Regions from separate parts of the Mus musculus genome. Here all the other regions are linked to region 2. A link is a contact called in public HiChIP or PLAC-seq data. All regions are on one chromosome and are shown on one strand. The core of a region is the stretch at or near the end of the contact, and the rest is flanking DNA. Distances in the headings are between cores, read along the strand shown.

Region 1 (4,674 bases), core at 532-3,031, 560 kb after region 2:
TGGAAATATCTTTAATTGTAATTCCTTTTTAAAAACTGAAGATTAATTTCTGTTGTTGCTATTTTAAATGCAAGGGATTACAAAAAATAGAATATAAAAAAATACTTTGGTGAAGGCAACCACTTATAAAATGTGTCAAATGATTCCTTATTTTGAATCTATGGTGAAGTAGCTCAAAATTATTTCTGTGATTTTACATGAGCAATTCAAAGAAAGAATTCCCATGCAGGTTGTTGTTTTGTTGGGAAATCACTGTGCAGAGGAATGGCTTTTAAACCTAGCTGCTATTTTCTGATTATTTTCTTTGTTTATCAGTATCCTAGTCTAAGCAGTAACATTTGCTTTTGATTGCTAGAGACCTCGATTTTAAATTTCTTACCTTTGGCCTGATATTTATTAAATAAATGGAGCAGTTTTCTATAATTAATACATATAAAGCTATCTTTACATCAAAAGTCACAATAAAACATGACTTGGTATTTCTCAAATGATAATACATCTGTGAAAATTCAATTTGTCCACCTTTGCCTCAAAACAAGCCTTCATGTTTTACTGTTGAAGCAAATGCCAAAGAAGGGGGCCCTGGGTGCTGCCTCCTTAAGTCTAATACTATGATCATTTGGCAAATTATACAAAAGGAGAAGATGACAACATCCCAATAAATCAGGAAACTGTCAAGATTAATAATCTTAGCCGTCATCTGTTTTCCTATGAAAGCCCGACTGGCATCAAGCACGTTCCAGTTTATTCTGCCCTTCTTCTGGTTGGGAAACTGGATTTGTGCCAGCCTGGTGGCACACGACCTCCAGGAAGCCATCCTGTATGCCTTCTATCGTATTAGTCTGCATTTTGCCAGTCGCGCTGTTTCACGGGGCTGCAAGCAAGAACTCCTTAGGACACATGCGCCCTTCTCCCGTTTCTGATCAGCATTATCACTTGCTACAGACGGGAGACAATCTTGAGCTTAAAAGTCTGCATTTCTGTTTGTTTCCTTACATTCTAATATTTGCTGTTTGGTTTTAAAAGTTTTCCTCAGCTCAGACAAAGTAGAACCAATGAAAGAAATAAAATAAAGGCCCGACGTTCTATTGTCAGTACAAGGCCTTGCCTCTCTGGTTTCTGTTACTGGATGACAGACCTTTGGTTACTCAGGTATTTAAAAGCTGATCATTCAGCCATCCAAAATAGAACTGTGTCCGTGATCACATCTGTCTCTACTTTTTTGTTCAAGCCTTTTGATCAGGTTCTTACATTAAAGAGGGATTTGAGCTGGCTGAGTTCCTCGGGGAGGGGAGGGGGAAGAAAAAAAAATGATTCCAACATTTGAACAATGGTTCCCTCTTGTGGCCAGGCTTCAGGACTGCTGTTCAGGAAATCGAGAGCGGTGAAAAGTCTCTCCTGATGCTTAGACTTTTGTGCAACCTGCTGTATACCTACTGGCACCTGGTTTGGAGACCCTTCCTTCAGGTTCCAGTCACTGGTCCTATTTTTAGCATGGTGTAAGCTTTGTAGATTGAGGAGACAGCGGAACCCAGCTGTTCTGTGCTCATCATTGCTCTTATGCAGAGAAAAATCTTCCTTTGGAACAGCGTAGTGTCCGTATTTTAGGGAAAAAAAATTGAAGTTGTTAATGAGTATTTGGGGGAAAGGCTGTCTGGCTCTCATTATAGGGTTCAGAAGTGTATTTAGACTCCATAAGTCAAAGCATTCATAATCTCCTGAGGGAGCATTTCTGGTGTAGAATTAAGTCTAGACTGTGCTCATTCGTTTAGGCATTTTCATCTTTGAGGGTAAGAGCCTACAACACGACCAGTTACTCGCAGATGGGCCTCCCATGCCCCTTTCATCCATTCTCAAATAGACTTATTCGATCTGACTTCCTGATGGGACAACACTTGGTCTAATGTAGCATCTGTCAAAGCCCCCGCACAGGTCCTCACGGTGTTGAACCATGCTTAGAGTGGCGACTGCCAGAAGATGCCCCTTTAAACAGACTTTCCCCTCTTTAAGATCATATTCAATGGAGAAGTAAGCTACTGCGACATTGACAGGAATCTGCTCTTGCATACATGAGACTTTAAATATCAAGGAAAAATTGTAGCTGTCCGTGCAACAAGATGAATGCAATGTGTGTGTGTGTGTGTGTGTGTGTGTGTGTGTGTGTGTGAGTGTGTGTGTGTGTGTGTGTGTGTGTGTGTGTGTGTGTAATACAATTCTAGGTATAGAAACATTCTCTCTCAATGCTGTTCTAGGGATCCCATTTAAGGAATGAAAGCTTTTGTATTTGTCAAGGCATTTCCAGGCCACAATTCTTATTTACCTCACAGTTTGTTTGGAAGTTTTACATGGTAAACAATATTCAGGGTAGAAATGGAAGCAGTCTTGCCAATCCTGGACAACATTGTCAGTTGCCAGGAATCAAGACTACAGAGCTTTAGTAATTATTATTTTTTAATTGTACCTATGAACATGTAACGTATGTAAAACATGCGCATGCACATCTGTGCCAGGATATGTATGTTAAAGTCAGAGGACCGCTTTAGGAGTCAATTCTTCTCCCTCTGCTCTATGCATCCCGGGGACAGAATCCAGACCCTCAGTCTTAGCAGCAGACACACTGACCTACTGACCCATTTCGCAGACAAATGCAGGTGTAATTGCTCATATACTACTTTTTCTCTTGAGGGCAAACAAAGCTTTCTGATGCTCTCACATTCACTTGCAATATGAGTCATGTCAGAAGCACAGCTAGGTCAGTAGAGAATAGGGCTACTTCAGTTTAAGTTAGCCCAAACTTCAATATTAAAAAGAATGGCTTGCTTTTCTCCAAGTAGCGGACTTCAAAACAACTAAGGCTTCCTGTCATTGCTTTCAGCAGCTCCCCCTCCCTTTTCTTCACTGTTTCTTGGGAGGTGTCCTCCATGTGGTTTCTTTGTCAGGTAATAGGTGCCTGGCCGAAAGCTCCCCAAAGAGTCCATGCCCAATCCCCTGATTCCTTTCCCTTTTGTTCTGCCTGTTTGTTCAATAGAACAACCCAGGTTTGAATGGCGCATGGCTATAGCAGTTTCCCCGTAGCACATGCTTCTCAGCAGCTTGTGGACATTTAAAAAAAATTAATTAGTATCATCTGACTTCTGCAGGAAACCCATCCTCAAACCCAGTGTCTCTCTCTACTTTGCCCTTCTTATCTGTCTCTGCCTCTACCTAAGTCTCAGTCGCTATCCCTCTGTCTCTGTCTCTCTCCCTGACTCCCCCCCCCCCAAGAGATTAGCAATCTAATTCATTTGCACAAGAATAATAACCAACAAAAATCCATCTGGCTCTTCATTTTCTTTCTCTTAAAGGATCACAGAAGCCCTTGGAAGTTAGCAAAAACAAATAAGGAAAGAGGAAAAGTGTAAACTGAAGGGACCTAAGTTTTAGATGTAACAATTCATTCAAATTTTAAGTGAAATATTCAGGGCTTAGATGAATAGATAGTTTCTAGCTCTTATTTTGTCACATGGAGTTTAGAGACAGTTCAGAAACTGATTGTTTAGCCAATGATTTAATAAAGGATATTTTTAACAACAGAAAAACATGGAACAAAATCTCACGGAGAGTAAAAAAGAAGTCTTTTTTTATTGCCTTCTAAGCTTTTGGAAAATGGCAGGTTCACCTCCCTTGTGTCGTGCCTTGATGTGATTGGAGCAACTGAGCATATGTTTCTGAGCACAAGTCCACTGGAGCTCAGAGTGGCCTGTCTGTCCTTCAGGAGCTGGTCACATTCACCTCTTCTAAGAGACTTCCTTGATTTCCCATACATGCATGAACAGTGCTGTCATTAGCTCTCATTAGGCATTGTTTGATTTTCATCTGCCGTATTTTAAATTTGATTGCTTTTTTATCATGTTCCCTGTCTCCAGGTTGTAACTCCCATGGGGTCAAGAATTCTTACCACTTGCTTTTAAGCAGCACTCCACAAATGTCAATTGACCAAACAAACCCAAATCTAACAGAAAGTAGTATGATTTAAACAGGAGTTAATTTTCTCCCCCTAGACCAATAATTTCTTATGGGAATAGAGAAAGGATTAAATGTACTAAGAGGTAGAGTTGAGCTGCTTCCATCAATCAAGCTGGAGATGAAGGCAAGTCCAAAAGGAAGGCAGAACTTTCCCTGCTCATCTTTCAATCCCCCATGAAGTTTCCAGAATGTTGATGTAAGATCATAATCTTGGGTTTATATATGAAGAGAAAAGTATGCATTTCATACTGGTATTCTCTTGTCTGGCTGCTTCCGTGCTCCATCTTCTCTGTGGTGAATGAGACTCCTGATAATGTAATGATCTGAAGACGTTGGAAGTCATGGGTTTATGGTACTCTATCATTACAAAGGTGCTACAGCTTTGTCTTAGCCTTATGAATAGAAGGGACAATCAAGTCACAGAAAGATCTAAGACTGTTTTCTTACTGTCCCACACTCAAGTATTGAATCCCCGTGAGGAAAATCAGGTGGCAAAGTCCATTGTAAAATGGGTTTCAGAGCAACTCCATTATTTTTTATTTCACTTTAAGAGAGGAAGGAGATAAGACGAGCAAATAGCTAGAATCAGAAAGATGACTACAGAAAACCTTGTTGCCATTAGCTGGCTGTGACCTCGAACATGAAGACTAGAAACTAGAGAAAAATCCG
Region 2 (4,867 bases), core at 1,703-4,202:
ACTCAGAGATCCACTTGTTTTGTCTCCTGAGTGCTGTGATTAAAGGCATATGCCATCACATACACTGTTATTTCTATTTTATTTTTTCCTATGCCAATGACTGTGGCTTCAAATCTGCAATTGAGAGATGAGATGGATGTATTTACGTGTCTCTTTGTGTGAGCATTTATGCACGTATATGTTTCTGTTTGTTATAGTGATTTAGCCTTACTTGCAGAATAATATTTCTGAAGTGTTGTTTCAGGTATGGTTAATTTTTTTTTTAAAAAGGCACTCCTGCTTATAATCTTCATATTTTGCTAGAGCAGAGAAAAATACATTTATACTTCTTTTTAACTGCGAAAAGCTGGCCATAAAAACAGCTGGATTCATGTGTGAAAAGGAAAGCAGTGAGCTCTCAGGAGCCAGGGGTTTTAGGAAAGGAATATGTTTGGGCAGTTCAGTACTGCTGTGTGCATTTCATTATTGTTATATGCATTTCACTATTGTTTTGTGCAGTTCACTATTGTTGTGTGCAGTTCACTATTGTTGTGTGCAGCTCACTATTGCTTTGTGCTTCTTTAATATATTTCTATTCTGATGTTACACTCAGTTTGTTTACAAACTTGGTCACTCATCCTGAAACCTAAAATGTCCTTCCCAGCTTTCCCAAGAACATCCATTTCTTGAGGCTGACAGCAGCTCTTGTGTCTCACATCCTTACGGAAGTCTAGTGGGATGAACCTCACTTTCTGTTCTCAGTACTTAGATTTAGCTGGGTCGGCAGAAAGGAGCAGAGGGTTCCATCCCTGCTCTGGCTTTTGAGTTTCACTGAGAGCAGGGGAGCAGATTGAATTTACAATACTCCTTATTTTTTTTATCTGAGGTTTAAATTATTAATGAGTGTGTATATGAATTATACCTATTTATAAGCCAACTGGCTTCATCCCTTTACATAGAAGATTTTCAGGTTAGTTTCACTACAAATCAGACTTCAAGGTTTCCTTGGCACTGTAGCTATGGCCTCCGGTTGTGACCACTAGTCATTGATAGCTCCATGAAAACATACACACACACACACACACACACACACACACACACACACACACACAAAGTCTTATACACACACGCCCAAACATACACATTCACACACAGACACTCACATACTCATTTATACACACATTGACACACAACACTCACATACAAATTTACACACACACACACACACACACACACACACTCAAACATACACATTCACACACATATACTCACACACTCACTTATTCACACACACTGGCATACATATACTCACATATAAATTCACACAGATATACATTTTGCCTATAAGTGCAGCATAGTCTCTAGAGTATCATGTTTTTCATAGTTAGTGATTTATATATTGCATACATACCAGAGTATATGCATACTCGTGGAAGTCAGAGGACAACTTATGGAATCAGTTTTCCTTTTCACCACATAGATTTCCTGTATGAAACTGTCGTTTTTAAAGGCTCTTCTAAGTCCTTTATCTCTTTGCTGTGTGTCTAAACTGTGTTTTTATTCTCTGGACCTGCAGGAACCCCAGTGTGAATGGCCACTAACACTCTGCTTCACTTCTTTGGTCCCCATATGTGATATATTCAGAAAGATTGTGTTCTCTTCCCCTGAAGATCTTAAAAAGACAGTCAAGAAACTTGCTTATTCTGGTCAGAATTTTCCTGGTTCAAAGCCATGATTTCTGTGTCTTTATTAAGAAAGAATGCCCAGCAATAGATCACCAATACTCGAGGAACACAGTGGTATTTTTGTCTCATTTTGCTTTACTTGGACTTTTTTTTTTGTCTTATCAGTCTTTTGTTTGCTTATTTTAATTTCTATTTTGTGAGGATTTTTTTTGTACATGTGAATTTCTTTTGGTTTTGTTTGCTTATTTTAAAAGGAGAAAGAGATAAGGAATGCAAAGTTGGGAGGGGAGAAATTGAGGGAGGGGGAAACACCATCAAAATATATCATATGAAAAATGTTTTAATTAAAAAAAGTTTTCAGCTGTGGTGGTGCAGGGTGGTAGGATTTGCTGAATGCAATAGGATCAGGAGTTCAAGGCCAGCCTGGAATATGTGATTTTTTAGCCAGGTGGTGATGGTATGCCTTATTAATCCCAGCACTCAGCAGGCAGAGGTAGGTGGATCTCTGTGAGTTTGAGGCCAGCCTGATCTACACAGTGAGTTCCAGGACAGTCAGGGGTAAATAGTGAGACCCTGTCTCAAAGTTCTCACCCTCCAAAAAATATTAGAAAGAAAGAGAGAAAGAAAGAAAGAAAGAAAGAAAGAAAGAGAGAGAGAGAGAGAAAGAGAGAGAAAGAGAGAAAGAGAGAAAGAAAGAAAGAAAGAAAGAAAGAGAAGAGAGAGAGAAAGAAAGGAAGAAAGGAACAAAGAAAGAAGGAAAGAAAGAAAAGAAGGAAAAGAAAACCTTGCTTTGACCCAAGAATCAAGTGACTTTCACAAAATAGTTTGGAGATTGGGACAGAAATGAGATGACCTGGGACATGTTCAGGTCTCTTCCAGAGGGACAGAACTAGCTTGAGCTCATCTTTTGAAAACCAAATAGGCATTCCTATTTTCAAGTAATTGTGAAGATGCCTGGAGTAAGACTCTAGTTCTAGAAAATTCGTTATAGTTACACTAAACTGTGGCTCATGAACCATGAGCAGGTTTCACAGGAGCCTTGCAGAACAACTTTTCTTTTCAGAGGCTACATGCCTTGTGAGGCTCAGATGGTGGTATGCTGGGAATTCCAAGATGATGTCATGGGTACCCAAAACACGTAGTGAGGCAGGCATGATGCCATCTGTGCTTTCTGGGTGTCATTTCTGACAAGGAATCTGAGCTTTCTGGAAGGAAGGATGCACATCAGGGTACACAGAGACTCATGCTATAGTGACTTCCGCTCTGTAGCACATGCACAGCTTCCTGTTTTGGTCTGATAGTTTTCCCCTGGGCTTTCAGAGACGCAAAATTACCCACACAGAGATAGGTTGCCCATGAAGAGAGCATATGTCTTATTTTTGGAAGCTTTCTTTAACAGTATCTTTGTTATTTTGTTTTATAAACCCTGTTTCCTCTTGTATTTTATATCATATCTTGACAGTAATTTCACCCAACCTTGAGGACTCCTCTTTCTCCCTCTTAAGGCTTTTATTTCTTGGCATTTTTCCCCCCATCATCTGTAGGAAATGTTCTTGTTACTGTTTTATTTATTTATAATATTAATGGCCTTATTCAGGTCTTACCATACATGTTTTTATTTCATTGGGTCAACCATTTGAAACTACTTGAGAATGTCTCAAGTGAGGTAACCAAAGATGCCTTCAACATACTCTCTGCTTCCAAGTTGTGTAGAGTTCGGGTGGGAAACTATGTGTGTAAAAACAGTAGTAAAAATAAAAGATGATTTCTCCTACGGGGGGAAGGAAGGAGGGTCACACAGATTTGCCATGTGCTTCGTGGCCACTGTGTTCATTGGTGAAGGGCCTGTGTAAACATTTTGTTCAGGCTTTCCCCATTGGATTTGATTGTTTAATTATAGACATTTTTTCATATAGCCTCTGTGTGTGTGTGTGTGTGTGTGTGTGTGTGTGTGTGTGTGTGTGTGTGAGTGTGCATGTGGAGGTCAGAGGACAACCTCAGTGATGGTTCTGCTCTTTGACTGGCTGGCCTGTGAACATCTAGAATTCCTCCAGTCTCTGATTCCTGTTTCCTGATGGATGAACAGGCACACAACTGAGTCTTCCTCTTAGGTAGGCTTTAGAGGTCTGAACTCAGTTCCTCATGCTGGCCTGCCTTCTCTTTTACCCACTAAGTCACCTCCTCATACTCTGCCTTTTGTTTTCTCTTCTTTTTCCTTTGTTGACACAGGGTCTTACTATGTAACTCTCACTGGATAGAGCAGGCTGACGTCAAAGTCACAGATACCTGCCTGCCCCTGATGCCTGAGTGCTAAGGTTAAAAATGTGTACCACCGTACCTGGTTTCTTTTTGTTTGTTTTGTGTTTTTGATATCTAATGCTTTCTGAGCCTTGTTGTAAAGTTACTGAGATACACTCCTGTGTTTTCTCCAATGTCTACGTTTACATATATCAAAAAAAAATACAAATTAAAACCAATGTGTTATTAATATATACTTGCTAGAATGATAGAGTTATAACATATTGTGAGTGAAAATATGAAATGAGAAAGCATGATGAGATTTATTCTGGTATGCATGCGCCTCACCCAAGTCTTTGGTATTTATACTTTTAGATCTTATCCAGAAGGAATGAAAACATCTATTAAGAAAACTTGTACATGTCTATAGCATCCTCGTCATGGGCTGGGATGCCCATGAATAGAAAGTGGACACACATTCGGTTACCTGTATAGTGGAATCTAACCTGCGCTGGAGAACTACCCTCAAAGTACAGGGTTAAAAAGACTTTCCACAAGGGAGTCTTCTACATGTTTTCTTTTGTACCAGCTTCTAGAGTTGACAGAAACTTACCCACGATGAAGCAAACTGCAGGCATCTGCAGTGGTCTTCACATTCAGCTGGTGGCCCCCACTCATATGCTGTCATCTCAATTCCCTGTGACAACACTTGATGGAGACCAGCCACTAGAGAATAGTCAAGAGGACAGAGATCTCCTCTTTGAGGTCAGTGCCCTTTATTTCAGAGATCTGCCCTCCTCCTCCCACTGTGAGGACACAGTACGAAGGTGAGCATTTGGATCACTATGTCTGCTGCCACTTGGATCTTGGACTTATCAGACTCAAGAATCGTGAGGAGTAGGTATCTTTGTCACACGACTTGTGGATTCTGTTACAGCAGCCCTATGCTGACTGCAATGAGGAAC
Region 3 (4,859 bases), core at 2,255-4,754, 910 kb before region 2:
TTTATCTACATTTTAAAGATCAAATAATGGTCTGATTAATTTCTCTATCTTAAAATTGTTATTTTTAAATAATAAAAACTCTTTGGAAAGAAAATATTTTTTGGGCATTGTTTTAAGTCAGATCAACTTGTCTCAGAGAATAGAGGTTATGTATGTCATCAAGATACTGAGAAAAGTTTCATGAAATCTTCATGTTACATTCAGTACCACATTTGCTCTTTTGTTTGTTTTGGTTTTTGTTTTGTTGTTGTTTGAAACAGGGTTTCTCTGTGTAGCCCTGACTGTCCTGGTACCGTGGACTAGCAGTCCCGGAAATCAGAGATCCACCTGCCTCTGCCTTCTGAGTGCATATTTTAAATAGCAGAGAATCAAATGGTGCAGTGGGCACAGCCCTTTCCGCAAATACACGTAAACACCTGAGGTTTTATAGATATTATAGAATATAATATTATAGAAAGCTAATATGGCTATCATGTCTGCAACTCCAATTCAAATGACAGAGATCCTGGTCCTCCTTACTCACTAAGTCTAGCCAAATCAACAAGCACCAAGTTCAGTGAAGCAATATTGTCTCAAAAATTAAGGTGGAAAAAAATAGGAGAGGCCATTTGATGTTGATCTCTTGCTTCCAAGAACCAACCCATGTCCACACCTTCCAGGAACTGACCCATTTAAACACAGATACACTATCTACACTCAAACATGCTCACAAAGTTATAAAAAAGAAAGGAAAAAAATTCAGAAAATTATGAAAGGAAAGTAGCAGAAGGTGTTGCTGGGTTTCCCGTGGAGGTGGATGGCATGGATAGTTGTAGAAAGAACTTGCTGAGCTGGTGGGGACAGCCTATCACTAGAAGTTACCTTCTGTGAACTGTACTCTGAGCAAACTTAGGGCACATGACACAGGACTTCATGATGAGTCCTGAGCAATAGAGCTCTACAGACTGTTAGAAGTAAGTACACAGCTTGGAGAGTGATTAACAGAAAGGCCATACTGAGGCTCTAAAACATTTCCTAGATAGCGTCAATGATCCACAAAATTCTCCAAAATAATGAGCTTCTACAGTCCTGCACATAACTATGTCTTACTATAGGAAAAATTTATTTTACTAATATTTAACAAAAGATACTAAGTTATGGTCTTATTTTAATAGTAATGGAACTTAGCACTGAGCTACACCAACTCTACAGGCTATCTGCCATGACCACAGCAAACCCTTACTATATACATATCCTATTTCCAGAGAGGTTTGCAGCCTACAATGTTGTAATTTAGTTAATCGTAGTTATTATATTTCTATAATAATAAAATCTGAATAGGCAGGAGAGAGCACACGAAAACAGACTTAGAGAAGAGCTTCCTAAAAGTAAGCATGGCGTCAAAGAGTATTAGAAAATATTCATTTAAACATAGACAATAATATTAAGGTCAATGAATCATACACTTGAAATTTCACTACAAGTTCTCCCTGTTTAGACAAGACTGATTCATCAAGTGACAATCTATAAATACAGTCTAAAAAAAAAAAATACAAGTAAGAATTTTATTAAAACTTTGGATGACTAACACCATTTTGTCTTAAGAAAAGTTGGTTTGGTTTTTTTTTTTTTTTGGTTCCTTAAGACAGTATTAATAATGGGTGTGCAAAACTTAATAAAAATGAAAAGACATCCATTAACTGAAACACTATAGGGAGTTAATATCTTTTTTGTTGTATCTAAAAAATTCAAATAGAAACTATTTGCAGGGTATTAACTGCCATTTGTTAACAATGGTAACTAATCTCATTCATGTTTTTTAGTTGATAATTGAATACATTCATTCAATATTAAAAGAATTTTGAATCTAAAGTTTCAAAGTTCATACAAAAAATCCAAGATAAATGTTTTCAAGCATATCATTAATATTACAAAACATCTATCACTATAAATCAAACTCACTGGAACCTTCATACTCAATTAAAAAAATTATGAGTCCTTCAAAATTCCAAGAAGTAATGAATCAGAAAGTATATATAATTTGTAAAATGTATTTTCTATTAAAGAATTGTTACTTTAAAAATAGCTTATAAAATTTGAAACCTATAATTACTTGCATTTACCATTTTATAATGCATAATTATTAACAGAAATGACAAACTTGATAATAATGAAAATTAAAAATTATTATATTATTATATTTTAAAATCTATGACAAACTAATTATCAAATTTAACTATTACTACACACCATAACAGATATCAAAGTAATTGGTTATTGATTTTATACAAACTAACAAATTAGAAGGTATCTAGAAAAATGTTAAGTATGCCCTAATTAATAAATGCATTTTCTAATTCAAGTTTGCATTCATGCAACTGGACCAATGTGTTAACTTTCCTAGGATTTTAAAATTCAATGGCAAGGCAATTGTTAAACACTTCTAGAACTGATCTTACAGAAAACAGAAAGCAAGAAAAATATATTTGAATAAGGAGTTTCATTAGGCTGCCTCAATACAGGCCTTTCCTACTATAAAAGGGCAAGATAGTACAGAGTTTCCTCTACCTTGTATTCTTGCTGAGTCCATTTCAGATTTAACTATAATTTGATCTCTTTGATGGAGAAACCTGTGGAAAATTACTTAAATGATTCTAAAAAACTAAGGTCAAGATGCCCCAGCTAATTTATCTGGGCTTCTGTTACACTACCTGCTTGAGCAAAACGTTATTTATTGTTTTATTAAAACTCCAGTTTATTGTGTATTATAGCTTCTGCCAAACTGCTTGCTTGCACAAAATATCCACCTATAACTGCCAGATGAGATACAGGATAGGGTTTTGCCTTTAAAAGCACTTTGATCTAAATGTCCGATACTACATTTAGGTACAGAATATCTAAGTGTACTCCCAACTAACAGGAATTGACTTTTAACTGACTGTGGGCTATGACATAACTGGTGGACTCCCTGAAGCATTTTAGAGGTTCAGGTTGTGCCCATGCCCCAGTGAGAGCCTTAGAGACTGGATCCCAAAACTGATGGTACCCACAGGAGTAGGAAGGAATACTCTGGCTATAGAGGAGTCCTAGAGGGTATGTACCTTGATTTATCCCAGGCGCTGGGGAAAACCTCTCCCAACAATCACTGTCTAGTACTCTAGAAGCATCTGAATCCAGTTCCCCAAAAGACAAAAGTCATCTGATTCGGATGACTCCAAAGGTTAAGTGTCATCTGCAGGAGGTGACATCTAGGTAGGACACAAGAGGAGAAGACATACAGGAGCATAGATTCTGCATCACAGAACTCACCTGGCCTGTTCAGATACATGAGTGTATGGTAGCCACCCCTGGCTGACTTTACTATGTGTCTCTCAGTATGAGAGATGTGTGTCTATTTCACTTTGTGTGTTTTTGTCAGTTATATTGGTTGGAGAAACAGATCTAAAATGGGGAAGTAGTGAGTCATTGCAAGACTGTAGCCATTACTATCTCTGAGACAGCACATGACTTCCTGAAGGCTCACAGGCCACAGTGGGCTGACCACCCATGCTGCAATATCCTGCTTTCCAGGGGTGAAAGTGGCTGCACAGCAGCTGGCTACTGCCTTTTGCTATGATTACACCAGCAGCTCCCAAGTGTTGCAGCCACCAGTTTCCCTGTAGTAAACAATCGTTCTCTTGTAAAAAGTACTTCCATTCTGGCTTACAACCTGTGCTCTTGTGGTATTGACTCTAAATTACATTTGTCTTGGCCAGGGCACTCAGAGGAAGTCAAAACCTCTGCCTGTTCTCTCAGCCATTCTAGAAGAAATTGATCTATCTCTTCCTGACTGTTTGGTTCTGTCTTACTTAGGTGAATACTGCTCTAGGTGAAAAAAGGTCCTGTTCCCTGTGTGGAAGAGGGCAACAGCCCAGCCTCTCATCCAAGAGAACCCCTGCAGTCTAATCCTAGAGGCTTAAGCAGCTCTGTGTGCCCTGTAAAGTGTTCTAGTCACACTGGGGTAATCTGAGTAATGTGAGTAGTGACTGGGGTGGAAGTTCCACTCATTCATGGTTTATGTCTCCTTCTCTATCAGTGACTTGTATAACTGGAAGACTTAAAACCATTCTGTTTCAGAATCTTTAACTATAGGCTCTTTAACTATACATATAGGCAAATGTGGATGATTGCAGGCAGATCCTGACCACACTGTTTACAGGGTTTATAGTAGTTTTAGTACTGGTTATGTTTTTGTAAAAGACTTATGGCTTACAATTGTGTATGATTTGGTAGCTATGGTAGTGAAAAGCCTTATAACATTCTACAGAATATAACTAGAGAAGTATAGCTTCTGATAAGGAACCCGAATGACATTTTTGAGATGCTAGGATATTACCCATAGCACAAACAGAATGGATTTCGCATGTCTGACCTAAAGGTCATTTCTTCAGTACACCATATGCTTAGCTTGGGTATAAAGGGTTTATTGGCATGAACTCCCTGACTTATATCTCCAAACATGGGATCAAACCAGACCAACCAGGGTGATCATTCCCCAGCATTGAAGGACTATGGAAAACAAAGCACTAGACTTTGTCTTCAGAAAATACTATTCAGAAGCAAGGGGCTTGGGGGGGGGGGGATTGTTGGAAGAACTGATATAAAGTCACAGAAGTCATGGTGTGCTTTCCTGTGAGTTGTAAAGCTAAAAGAAGAGGTTCATAAATTTGTGGCCAGCCTAGGCATTTTGAAAAGACCCTCTCAAAACAACAAGATGAAACTGCCTGAGCCAACCTTTCTAAAAGTAACAAAAGACCAAGAGCTTATGAAAATGGGTTGCATGCATTGCTGCCCCACATTAAGAAAACATGTTCTAATTTTACTCCCTATTTGCATTATAT

Evidence for each region. HiChIP or PLAC-seq counts read pairs in DNA pulled down with a chosen protein or histone mark.
Region 1: a contact with region 2 is called in an H3K27ac HiChIP or PLAC-seq map of double positive thymocytes, with 9 times the contacts expected there. The contact joins two enhancer-like sites. A contact is called at or near these places in 2 of 15 datasets of contacts at CTCF or cohesin (large pre-B cells and pro-B cells), 7 of 484 Hi-C or Micro-C datasets (CD4 T cells, CD8 T cells, Th1 cells and 1 more), 6 of 115 datasets of contacts at active chromatin or transcription factors (CD8 T cells, astrocytes, double positive thymocytes and 3 more) and 1 of 9 other capture datasets (embryonic trunk).
Region 3: an H3K27ac HiChIP or PLAC-seq map of large pre-B cells shows a contact between it and region 2, with 6 times the contacts expected there. The contact joins two enhancer-like sites. A contact is called at or near these places in 1 of 484 Hi-C or Micro-C datasets (the HPC-7 cell line) and 1 of 115 datasets of contacts at active chromatin or transcription factors (large pre-B cells).

What each region holds. Positions count from the first base shown.
Region 1 is chr17:52,460,635-52,465,308 of GRCm38.p6, forward strand. No RefSeq gene overlaps it. Among named protein-coding and RNA genes, the nearest start is that of Gm27217, 140 kb to the right of the region's middle. Within about 2 kb of position 1,782, at least 29 of the 459 cell types and tissues checked have an H3K27ac peak or open chromatin away from gene starts, as enhancers often do. A contact at or near this core is called in CD8 T cells, Th1 cells, double positive thymocytes and 1 more, where this site is marked.
Region 2 is chr17:51,901,214-51,906,080 of GRCm38.p6, forward strand. It overlaps Gm20098 (predicted gene, 20098), which reads left to right. Exons shown (of 3, transcript NR_045095.1): 2 at 4,278-4,667. Among named protein-coding and RNA genes, the nearest start is that of Gm20098, 21 kb to the left of the region's middle. Within about 2 kb of position 2,953, at least 50 of the 459 cell types and tissues checked have an H3K27ac peak or open chromatin away from gene starts, as enhancers often do. A contact at or near this core is called in CD8 T cells, the HPC-7 cell line, Th1 cells and 2 more, where this site is marked.
Region 3 is chr17:50,990,312-50,995,170 of GRCm38.p6, forward strand. The region is part of intron 3 of Tbc1d5 (TBC1 domain family, member 5); the gene reads right to left. Among named protein-coding and RNA genes, the nearest start is that of Gm31083, 110 kb to the left of the region's middle. Within about 2 kb of position 3,505, at least 121 of the 459 cell types and tissues checked have an H3K27ac peak or open chromatin away from gene starts, as enhancers often do. A contact at or near this core is called in the HPC-7 cell line, where this site is marked.